Linked DNA regions of Ovis aries: region 1 is linked to region 2. A link is a contact called in public Hi-C data. All regions are on one chromosome and are shown on one strand. The core of a region is the stretch at or near the end of the contact, and the rest is flanking DNA. Distances in the headings are between cores, read along the strand shown.

What was found. A called contact is a pair of places that touch in the nucleus more often than the background predicts.
Region 1: a contact with region 2 is called in a Hi-C map of hypothalamus, with 4 times the contacts expected there. The contact joins the enhancer-like site here to the promoter of UNC5B in region 2. A contact is called at or near these places in 6 of 16 Hi-C or Micro-C datasets (hypothalamus, liver, omental adipose tissue and 2 more).

Annotation. Positions count from the first base shown.
Region 1 is chr25:26,657,746-26,663,402 of ARS-UI_Ramb_v3.0, reverse strand. It overlaps UNC5B (unc-5 netrin receptor B), which reads right to left. Exons shown (of 16, transcript XM_027962423.3): 3 at 513-656; 4 at 1-55. Among named protein-coding and RNA genes, the nearest start is that of SLC29A3, 28 kb to the left of the region's middle. Within about 2 kb of position 3,037, at least 9 of the 54 cell types and tissues checked have an H3K27ac peak or open chromatin away from gene starts, as enhancers often do. A contact at or near this core is called in hypothalamus, where this site is marked.
Region 2 is chr25:26,585,292-26,590,967 of ARS-UI_Ramb_v3.0, reverse strand. UNC5B (unc-5 netrin receptor B) reads right to left here and starts at 2,790. Exons shown (of 16, transcript XM_027962423.3): 1 at 2,249-2,790. The coding sequence starts at 2,327. It overlaps LOC121817992 (a long non-coding RNA gene), which reads left to right. Exons shown (of 3, transcript XR_006058104.2): 3 at 1-115.

The DNA.
Region 1 (5,657 bases), core at 1,788-4,287, 72 kb before region 2:
TGGTCCAGGGGCACTTCCTTGCCCAGAGGCTCCTGATCAAAGTTCTTGCGCAGGTCTGGGAGAAGGGAAAGGGTTCCAAGGCACCGTCAGGCCAGGGCAGGGGGGAGGCCAGTCAGGCAGAGCTGGATCCTGAAGTGCCCCCTTCTAGCCACGAGGTGGCAGTACACACCAAGGAAATTTCACCAGGACTCCCGGCCTTTACCAGGGGAATCTCTTCTCCAAGATAGGGGCCTTACCAGGTAGACTGAGGGGAACCAAGTTCCCGCCCTAACTCTGGGATCCTCTGCACATGATGACTAGGGAAGCTGATGGCTTTGTTATATAAATAAGTAGGCAAAAAAGGGTCATTAGAAATTCTGGCCAAAGGTGGCACAGGCTCTGGGTCTTGGAGCCTTCCTCTGAGCTGGTGGCCCCCGGGCCCTCATGTCTGTGTGTAGAACTCTCCCTCCAGGATCCACGGGGAAAGGGGAGAGGGCCCAAGGGAACAGGGTTGGGGCGTCTGGGCAGCGTACATGCGATGCGGACGTAGGCCCGGCGACTCTTGGTGGTGCCCGCAGAGCTCCAGGCTACACACTGGCACCAGTAGTCCTCCAGCCCGAACAGCTCCTCTACCTGCTGCCGCGACACCTCAATCTGCACCTCTCGCACCTGCAGGCCTTGGGGGAGGAGAGAGGTGTGGTGGGTGGGGGCAGGCCTGGGAGGAGGAGAGAGACGCGGGGGGCGGGGGCAGGTCTGAGGGCAGGAGACAGGCTGTGGGACCATGGCATCTCACTCCCCACCCTCCAGTCCTGGGGGCTCCTCTCCCACTGCCTCCTGTCTCCCTTTTTCTCGTCTCTTCTGCTTCGAGCCTGGCCCAAGCCACCACCACAGCTCACCTGGAAACTCAATAATGGCTAACCCAAGCCCTCTGCCCTCATCAGTCCACTTGCCATCCTGCAGACAGCGCGTGCTCTCTGAAAGGTCCAAGTGGCATGCCGCTCCCCTGCTATGTCCCTGCCATCCCAGTGTAAAGACTGAGACCCTCCATGCGGCCTCCAGGCCCTGTACGATCTATCCACTGCAGCCTCATTGGGCGTCTTTGAGGCCCTCATGCTCCCCCAGCCTCCCTAGTCACAGAGCCTTTGCTCATCTAGTCCCTTGCCTGGGACTCTTCCTCTGTCCTTTCTGTGTCCAGTGAACTCCCAGTGAGCATCTGCTTCGGGCTAGGTCTCACTTTGGAGGGAAGCCCCTCAATGCTGGCCCACCCCCACCAGCTCTCAGAGAACCACTCAGCACTCCCATGGGTGCACTGGACACTGGTCTCTGCAGTTACCATTCCCCACCCAGCCCGACTCCCTCATGGCGCTGCCATGGTCTGAAACTATACTATGTATTGCCATGTTCAGGTATTAACTGTAACTCCTGCAGGAGAATGAGGTGGGGCTTTGCCCTGTTCACTGCTATGGCCCAGGGTCTGGGACAGTCAGCGAGCTCAACCAATATGAGGTAAGCGTGTGGTCTCTGGTCACTGCTCAGGAGACTGCAGGGCTGAAGCTAAGAGGAGGCCCCTTTTCCTGGGAACCCTCCAACCTCTCAAAGGCTCCTTGTTGGGGCCCGAGGGGTTCCCTGGATAACTGGATCCATCAGCACACACAAAAGGAATCATTTACTCTTTTGCCATCGCTCCCTCAATGACAAAATGCTCTACGTTCAAGTAAGGGATGAAGCCTCCTGGATGAGGGTGTCCATCTGAAGCTCCTCCCAAAGCTTGTGAAAGAACTGAGACTGCCTCCTCCAGGAAGCCCTCCCTGACTGCCCTGTCTCTCCTCCTTGACATCAGGTATCTCAGTTCATCCTCTCCTGGTTGCACGTGGGTTCTGATAAGCCCCTCGAGGGCAGGAATGTTGAGTGTACACCTTGTGGAACTATGGCATGCTGGTTAGGTGGAGGACTGGATGGGTTCTTGACAGGTTTGAAGCCTAGCCCCACCCTCACTCCCCATCTGTGTGACCTTAGCTAAGTTATGGATACTTAGCCTCTCTGAACCTTGGTTCCCTCATCAGAGTAAAACACTCAAGGTAAATTCTAAATGAGTCATGGCAATTACAGCACCCAGACCAGGCTGGACACACATCTACTCTGGCAGCCCATATGGATCTCATTCAATTCTAGGGAGAAATTGAAACGCAGAGATGGTAGGTGGCAGGCCCAAAGTCCCACAGCAAGTTGCCAACAAAGCTGAGATCAGCTACTAGGCATCTTGCCCCAGTTAGAGCTCTGCCTGGTAATAAATGACACCTCTCTGGACCTCTCCCAATGAAATCATTGCCTTAACTCTCCTGCATCCTGAGGGAGGGGGGCCCTTATACTGGGAGCTGAGGCAGTAAGGAATCCCCTCCTGATGGCAGGGGATCTAAATTGGGGGTGGGGGCTGGGAGTTTGCTAGCAGGGAGCACCAGGAGGGGAGAGGCTTCTTGCAGAAGGTTTTCCGGGGGGTCAGGGGAAGCGGTGCCTGGTCCACAGGCAGCCGCTGCTGCCTAGAGTGCTTGCTCCCAAGAGATGCTGCGTGGTCTGGGGTAGGAGAGTGGGGCCCCGCCCTTTACTTACCAGGCTGGGAGCCTGGAGGAATGGCCTCTCTCAAGGGGGCCATCCATCCAGAAGGTTTCAGGAGCACCCAAGAATTGGACAGACAAACCACCACCCAGTAGGGCTGGACACCTTGGCAGTGGTCACCAGCAGGAAGACAGGAGGCCAGGGGCCTTCAGTCTTCTGGACTTGGGCCCCAGATGAGGTGTCCCCCAGCACGACAGGCAGTGCCTGACCTGACACCCAGGGTTGGGCTGCCTGCCTCGATCTGGCATGAGCTACTGGGTGGGCTTGCTCTGCCTCTCTTGGCCCCCTCTGTCATCCTCTGTGTTTCCAGGGCTTCAGAGAGGGCCAGGGAGGGCCAGGGGTGGGAGCAGGAGGAACCAGCCGCAGTGCTGCCAAGGGTGTGGCCTGCTGGACCATTGTCCATTCTTTGTAGCTAATGGGGACAACGGTGCCTTGATTTCTAGGATGGGCAGGGCTTGTGTGCCTGGTAGCAGAGGACTAAGAGCCACCCTGTTGCCAGTAGTCACAGGGTCTGTGAGGGGCCTTCAGGGCCAGAGGGGGTCAGGGGGACAGAGAAGGAACAACAAGTTTCCAGAGGAAAGAGGCAAACAAAAACCCAGAAGGAAGATGGAGGAAATGGGCACTTATTAAGCACCTGCCGAGTCCTGGCAGTGTGCTCAATGCTGTGTAGGCACCACCTTGCTCCGTCCTCACTAGGGCCTTCTGTTAATATCCCAGTTTATAAGGAGAGGAACCGAGGCATAGAGAGGTTGAATGACTTCCTCAGGGTCACACAACCAGAGCATGGAGGCAGCTGGGATACAGGTTATTTTTTCCTTTTAAAAATTCTTCTTTTAAGATTTTGGGTGAGAACGGGATTCCAAATCTAACTTTTTAAATTCTTGAGATTCTTTAAAAAATTTTGGTGAAATATACATAAACCTACAACTTACCATTTTAACCAATTTTTAGGATATAGTGTTGAGTGGCATGAAGTACCTTCTGGGGTATGATTTTAAACCTGAATGGTTCTGAAATCTGTCAGCTTTTCATAGAAAAATAGAAGTTGAAGAAGGAGAGAGAATGAAAGAGAGTATGTCAGGGGAGAGACACTAGAATGAAAAAGAGAGACACACAAAGAAAGAGAGACATAAAGAAAAAAGACAATGTATACAATAAAGAATCTACAGTATAGCTCAGGGAACTCTACTCAATGTTCTGTGGTGACCTAAATGGGAAGGAAATCCAAAAAAGAGGGGATATATGTATACATGTAACTATCCACTTTGCTATACAGCAGAAACTAACACGGCATTATAAAGCAACTATACTCCACTAAAAGTTAGTTAAAAGAAAAAAGGAGAAAAGGCAGACACAAAAAGGAGACAGGGATGAGAAGGGAGAGGCAGAGAGACAGCAGGAAGGAGGGAAGGGATGAATAAGGAGGAGAAAGAAAAGATCAGGGAAGAGAGGTTAAAAATGAAATCAAAGACAAGGCAGGCTCTGGGGTGAAGGAACCACCTGGAGGCTGGGGTTGGCTGGCATTGCATAAAGCTGGCCACCCACAGGCAACCAGAGTGGACGGCCCGCCTTGCTGGCCTGAGTCTGGGAAAGGCTTTCCACCCCCAAGGGTCCTGTACTGTAAACAGGGGCTGGGCTCATGAGATGAGAGGAGCCTGGGGCTCTGCCTCCTGCCCGGAGTGGGGGGTTGCCCAGGGAGCCGCACACACCTCACTCTTCCTCCTCGTTTCCCACGCTTCTGTAGCCCTCCTTTCCTGCAGGACTCGGGTGACATCCTAGCACCACCTCTATGGTTATTTACGTAGTATTATTAAGCTGGGTTTTTAAAAAATTTGTTTATTGAAGGATAATTGCTTTACAGAATTTTGTTCTTTTCTGTTGAACCTCACATGAATCAGCCATAGGTATACGTATATCTCCTCTCTTTTGAAGCTCCCTCCCATCTCCCGTCCCATCCCACCCCTCTAGGTTGATACACAGCCCCTGTTTGAGTTTGCTGAGCCATACAGCAAATTCCCGTGGCCATCTGTTTTACATATGGTAATGTAAATTTCCATGTTACTCTTTCCATACATCTCACCCTCTCCTCCCCTCTTTCCAATTCCATGAGTCTGTTCTCTATGTCTGTTTCTCCACTGCTGCCCTGTAAATAAATTCTTCAGTACCATGTTTCTAGATTCCATTTATATGCATTAGAATACGATATTTATCTTTCTCTTTCTGACTCACTTCACTCTATATAATAGGTTCTAGGTTCATCCACCTCATCAGAACTGACTCAAATGTGTTCCTTTGTATGACTGAGTAATATTCCACTGTGTATATATACCACAACTTCTTTATCCATTCATCTGTCGACGGACATCTAGGTTGTTCCCATGTTCTGGCTATTGTAAATAGTGCTGCAATGAACAATGGGATACATGTGTTTTTTTCAATTTTGGTTTCCTCAGGTACATGCCTAGGAGTGGGATTGCTGGGTCATATGGTGGTTTTATTCCTAGTTTTTTAAGGAATCTCCATACCGTCTTCCATAATGACTGTATCAATCTACATTCCCACCAACAGTGCAAGAGCGTTCCCTTTTCTCCACACCCTCTCCAGCATTTATTGTTTGTAGACTTTTTGATGATGGCCACTCTGACCAATGTGAGGTGATATCTGATTGTAGTTTTGATTTGCGTTTCTCTAATAATGAGGGATGTTGAGCATCTTTTCATGTGTTTGTTAGCCATCTGTAAGTCTTCTTTGGAGAAACGTCTGTTTAGGTCTTTTCCCCACTTTTTGATTGGGTTGTTTTGAATGGGGCAATATACAATTGCCCCATTGTATATTCTTGCCTCCTTTGTCGAAAATAAGGTACCCACAGGTGCATGGGTTCATTTCTGGGCTTTCTATCTTGTTCCATCTGTCTGTATTTCTGTTTTTGCCAGGACCATACTGTCTTGATGACTGTAGTTTTGTCCATTTCCTCACTGAGTTGTACAAGCTGCTTGTATATTTTGGAAATTAACCCTTTGTCAGCTGTTTCATTTGCTATTATTTTCTCCCATTCTGAGGGCTGT
Region 2 (5,676 bases), core at 1,541-4,040:
TGCCCAGTCTCCCAAGAAAGACCATGGATGGGACCATAAGCACGAATTCAAAGTGGACTGAATCAGCCTGGCTATTAACAGGAGCCTTGGATACAAATCTGCAATCTGTGGTCAAGTGAAGGTAAGATTTGAGGAAAGGCAACATCTTGGCCTTTTTTCCCCCATCTGTGCAATGGAGCTCACAGGGGACGCTGGGAAGACCTAATGAATATTCTGAAAGTTGCTCTGTACATTAGAGTACAAGGGCTGTGTAGGAGGAAGGGGCATGTTCTCTGTCTTAAAGGCAGGCTTCTAAGGGCAAAGGGAAGGCAGCAGGCTGATCCCACTGGCTGGCCCCTCTCCAGGCTGGTGGGCAGGCAACCCCTGCTGTGCTAAGTAATGAGCACAATTCCAACGCCAGTTCTACTCTGCTAGTGAGAAATCAAAGCCCAGTATTATAGGCCATTTCTGGCTGGGCACCGATTGTGCCCAAATCCATCAAAGCCCTGGGCCTGGGGTTTCTTTGGGGGAAGGTGGAGGCCGGATGCTTTGTTAAGCAGGCAAGGCGGACCACCCCCAGCCTCCCAAGGGAGCCTACTCTGCAGCTCTGGAGAACTCCAGGCCAATCAGTCTTGTCTTTCTCCTGCCTACCCAGCCCCTCACCCTCAGTAATCTCGGTATTTATTCCTTATATCCTTGCCCTGCTGGTCAAAGACAGCTTCCCAAGACCCAGTCCTGCCCGTGTGCCATTTACAGAGACTTCACCCAACCCTTCAATCACGTCCCCTCAAACACCCCAAAATCAGAAACCAACACCCCAGCCCAGCACCTCCCACATCCAACTGTACTCTTTAAAACAAAGTTGGTCATTCAGCAGCCTGCCCCCTCCCCCATCATTACCTTCCAACTTCAAAACACTGCTTTAAATACCAGAGTCTGCCCAAATCATAATTAACGTGGATCAAATGATTATGTCGTAACTTTACAACATAGGGCTAGGGGAAAAAAGGAGAGGGGCGGGATGTGCTAAAACCAAGTCCTCACTTGGGCTTGGGCCGTGGGAATCATTAATTCCAGAGTGAAGAATCTCTGACTGCAAGTTGGGGGGGGGGGGCGGGGGTGGGAAGGTCGCCGGGGGAGGGGGGCCGGACAGGAGGGCGGCGGACGTCAACACCTCAGCGGAAGGTTGGTGGTGGTGGTGGGGGGCGGGCGGATGCGTCATCTGTCCACTTTATGCACCAATTTTCCTGCCCCATTCTCAGCAGCAACTCAGAGGACTCTGCAGGATGCGGCCCTTCCCCACCCTACCTCGAAAGCCCGGTGCTTCGGTTCCGGAAAGAGGGCGAGAGAGGTGGATGGCTCCCATGCGTCCACCCTGCTCCCCAGTCAGCCGCGCCGGACCCAGCTACAGACCAGCGAGACGTGTACACATCCACCGCGGAAGAGGCGGAATAGAGGCTTTAATTTTTAGTAGCCCAACGACTCCCTTAAGGCACCTTGGTGGGTCCAGAGTAGGAGTCTGGCAAGCGCACCCAGTCGACCCCCCATCTGGGGAGAATGTCAGTGATTAATTTAAAAAGAAATTAGGCAGATCGCTACGTACTCCTCCCGTCAACCACCAACACACAGAGAAAAAAAAAAATCTTCTAGACCCGCGAATCCCAAGATCTCGGGGAAAACTGTACGTGCAAGACTCAGCCCTATTCTCATCGGTAACCAACCCCCTGCAAGCTGGTCTCATTCGGCTGGTGGAGCGGACCAGCGCTTCCCGTGCTCCCCAGGTTTCTCGCTCCCTCCTTCTAGTCTGCGGATTCCGGTCGGTGCCGCGCTAGGAGCTTGGGCGAGCCGGGACCTGGACTAGGAAGTTGCCAGCGAACTGGGAGCGAGCGCACACCTGGCCTGTGCAGCGACTGTGTGTGTTCGTTTTTTTTTTATGAGCCGCTGCCAAGCACGCGCGGAACCAGGGGTCCCCTGGAGGCCGGTCCTCCAGGAGGCGCAGACCCCGAATCGGATACTATTCCAGGGAAAAGAAGTGACCCCTCCCTTCCAGGCAGGAGCTGGAGGGCCTGCGCACCCCCCGCGAGATGGCTGCACCAATCGCCCACTTTGGTGGGGCAGAGAAATCTACCTTCGAACTTGGGCGCCCTTGCACCCACTAACAGAGCACTAACTGCGCGCACTAACAGAGCGATGGACCACCTCAACTTCGGGGCAGAGTGAGGCGCCAGGGTTCCCTTGCCCCACTCCCCCATGCCCGATCGCTCCCTACCTGCTTGGCTCAGCCTCAGGTCCCAGCAGAGCAGCAGCGCCAGCAGCAGCGCGCCCCGCGCTCCGCTCCGGGCCCACATGCTCCCTCGGCCCGGCTCGGGCGCCTCTCCCCCGGGGCTCTCTCCCTGGCCCCAGCCTCGCCGCCGCCGTCTCCGCCGCCGCCGCCTCCTCCTCGCCGTCCTCCCCGGCGCCCGGTCGCGCCAGCTCGTGCCCTCCGTTGGGGCAGAGGCAGCCACGCTTCGCGGAGGGCTGCCGGGCGCTCGGAGCGCGACGGGTGCCTGGCGTCCGCTCTCCGGTCAGGCTCCGGCGCGCCCCTCTCTGCACTCCGGCTCCGACACTCGAGCGCTCTCCGGGTTCTCACGTCCTGGCTACGAAGTTGCACGACTGAAGGTTAGAGCGCTCAGCGGCGCTCGCAGCGGCTGAAGCCGCGCGGTCCGAACCCCAGTCAGCGCCTCCCTGCGCCCAGTTGCTCCCCGCGGCTCCGGCGTCTTCGCCGGCCCCAGCCTCCTGCCACAACGCCGAGCGCTGCCGCTCGCTCTCCCTAGTGAGTCTTTGAGCTGCGGAGGACCAAGCACAGCCGGGGCGGGGCGGGGCGGAGCCTTGGGTGGGCAGGGGCGGAGCCGGCGGGGGGCCTTTCGAGGGGGTGGCCGACGGCCTCTTGGGCGCGGCCTCAGCGAAGCTGGGGGCTCTTCAGGGAGGTCCTCGAGAGACGCTGGGCCCGGAGCATTGGAAAACTCGGCCTCTGGATCGAAACTGGAAGCGGAGTCTGCCCAGTTTTCCTTCCCAGAAACTAAGGAAATGTATTTTTGCTCTTCCATTTGGCTTGGCTGTGTCAGCTTTCTCCTCTGATTAAACTCAGGACTCCGTCGTTTTTGGCTCCGTGGTCTGTACTGTGTAAAATCTATGTCTTCTACATGGGAAGGGGGTGGCGGTGGGGGTTCTTTCCCAGAAGACGCTCCTGAAATGAGAAAAATCTCAAGCCCTCAAGTCCCGGGTTAAGTTGGAACTTGCAGCTCTGTGAATTTGACTGTGGATCTGGTTCATCCTGGTTAGCCCTACTTGTTGGCATGACCCTGGGCAGAACTGTTTGACCAGACCCGGCTGACCCTCCTGTAGCACCCGGGCCGAGGATGTTACCCCCATCCCAATTGACAGTGAGGCACGGGGAGCCATTTTTGGCTTGGTGTAAATCTGGGCTCTGCCCCTTGCCTGCTGTGTGACCTTGAACAAGTTACTTAACCATTCTGATACTTCATCATCTCCAAAATGGAGAAAAATGATAATAACAATTTTAATAAGAGGGTGTAGAACTGTAGGGCTTCCCAGGTAGTGCTAGTGGTAAAGAACCCGCTTGCCAAGGCAGGAAACAAAAGAGACACGGGTTTGATCCCTTGGTCAGGAAGATCCCCTGGAGGAGGGCATGACAACCCACTCCAGTATTCTTGCCTGGAGAATCCCATGGACAGAGGAGCCTGGTGGGCTACAGTCCACGGGGTCGCCAGGAGTCGGACACACTGAGATGGCAAGGCACTGCAGAACTGAATTTTTAAAATACGTGCGGAGGGAATTTCCACCTGGCAGTTCAGTGGTTAGGACTCTGTGCTTCCACAGCAGGGTACATGGGTTCAATCCCTGGTATGGGGAGCTAAGACCCTACATGCAGTGCAGCGTGCCTCCCAGGCCAACGTACAGAAACTGCAGTACAAATGTCAATAATCTCTCAATCTTTCTTTCCAAGATCTCTCCTCTCAGTCAAGCTGATTCCTGGTGGAAAATCCTGACCACCCAAGAGTGAGCCAAAGAACATGAGGGGCCAGGTGGAGTTTGAGGGTTAGGCAGTATCTTGGGATTGAAACCCAGTGACATTAGAAGGGGTGGATCAGGTAATGCCGCCAAGGTCCTTGTATGTGCCAGGCACCAGGTTAAGCTCTTTATATGCATCACTTCAGTTAATCCTCACAAGTCTGGGAGGTAAGTACCATTTGTAATCTCATTTTACCTGTGAAGAAATGGAGGCACAGAGACATGAAGGCATTTGCCTAAGATCACACAGCTTTGAGTGAATGAGTGGATGAATCAAAGTGCAAGAGAGACAGGACTGGAAAGAAATGCTGAGCCGGGGATCCTCCACCCTCCTGCCTCTTCTGGGGCTGGTGGGTGAGAAAGGACTGGCAGCCAGCAGGAATGCCCCTTCCTCCAGTCCTGGTCTGTTCACTACTTGGGGTTTTTCCAGAGCTGGGACCTGGAATCACTCCTCCAATACAGAGGCAATGGCTGCTTCAAGAAGGGGGAAAGGAAGGCAGAGGGAGGTCCAGCCAGGCCAGTAGAGAGTAGACTGGAATATGGTCAGTGCTCCCAGGATCGATTCCTAGATTGGCAGCGAAAGAACTTGGAGGCCAGAACTACAGGTTGGAAAGGGATTTTTTTGGGTGCAGGCAGTTAGAGAAGAAACAAGGGCCTGCCTCAACTGTTTCGCCAGAGAACAGAGAAGGGCAGGACTGCCCAGGACTCCCGTCCATACAAACTTGCCTCCACAGCTTGGGTCTGGAACATGTAGGGAAGAGGGTCTGTAGATCAGTTCACCTCCCCGGCCCCTCCTGGCCCGGCAGCCAGGATCAGGAGGGTGGATATAGGGGAGTAGGACTCCCTGGGAAGAACTTAGGCCAACTAAGAAAGGCCCCCATGTGCAAAGACAGATAGGTTATTTTTAGCTTGGCCCAGGCAAGGGCAGTAGGTGAGGGAGTCAATAGCTCCTCACACCCAGCCAGCCCCGCCTAACAACAGAAGTACAAGCACACGCACACACACCCACCCCTAGACAGTTATAGGCACACCTACAAAGATACACACACAAGCAAACATGACCCAGAAACATCACAAAGGCAGCCACCTGCACAGAGGCCCACATACTTAAAACATAGGATTTTAAAAAGTACACACATACACCTTGTCACGGACACACACACAGGCATGCAAATCCAAAAGAACGAATACATCCTTAGGCAGATGACACTAAAGACAAATAGATATTTAGGTACTTAACTTTCACAGGGCAACACATATAGGTACATGTACTGAGGCCCAGCATCTGACTGTCAACCCCTGGCACAGGCACAAGGTCAAGTGCATTTTGCTAGATAACTCAGCGGGGACCTTAGTAGAGCCTTGGCAGGCAAGGACCACAGGACAGGCATGCTCTCTCTCTTAACCAGAAGACCAATATGATATTGGACATTTTTCAAAAAAGTTCCAGTGCACAGGACTTTGCTGTTTAGATAGTAATTGCACCAGGCAGGCCCTTCTAGACCTGGTGTCAGATTTCATGACTTTAATTTCTAACTGGAGAGAAGGGGTCTCGGGGATGGGGGTTGGGCAAGCAAAAGGAGAGCAGTCCATTCCTCTTATTCTGCTGATCCTCATCCCATTTCC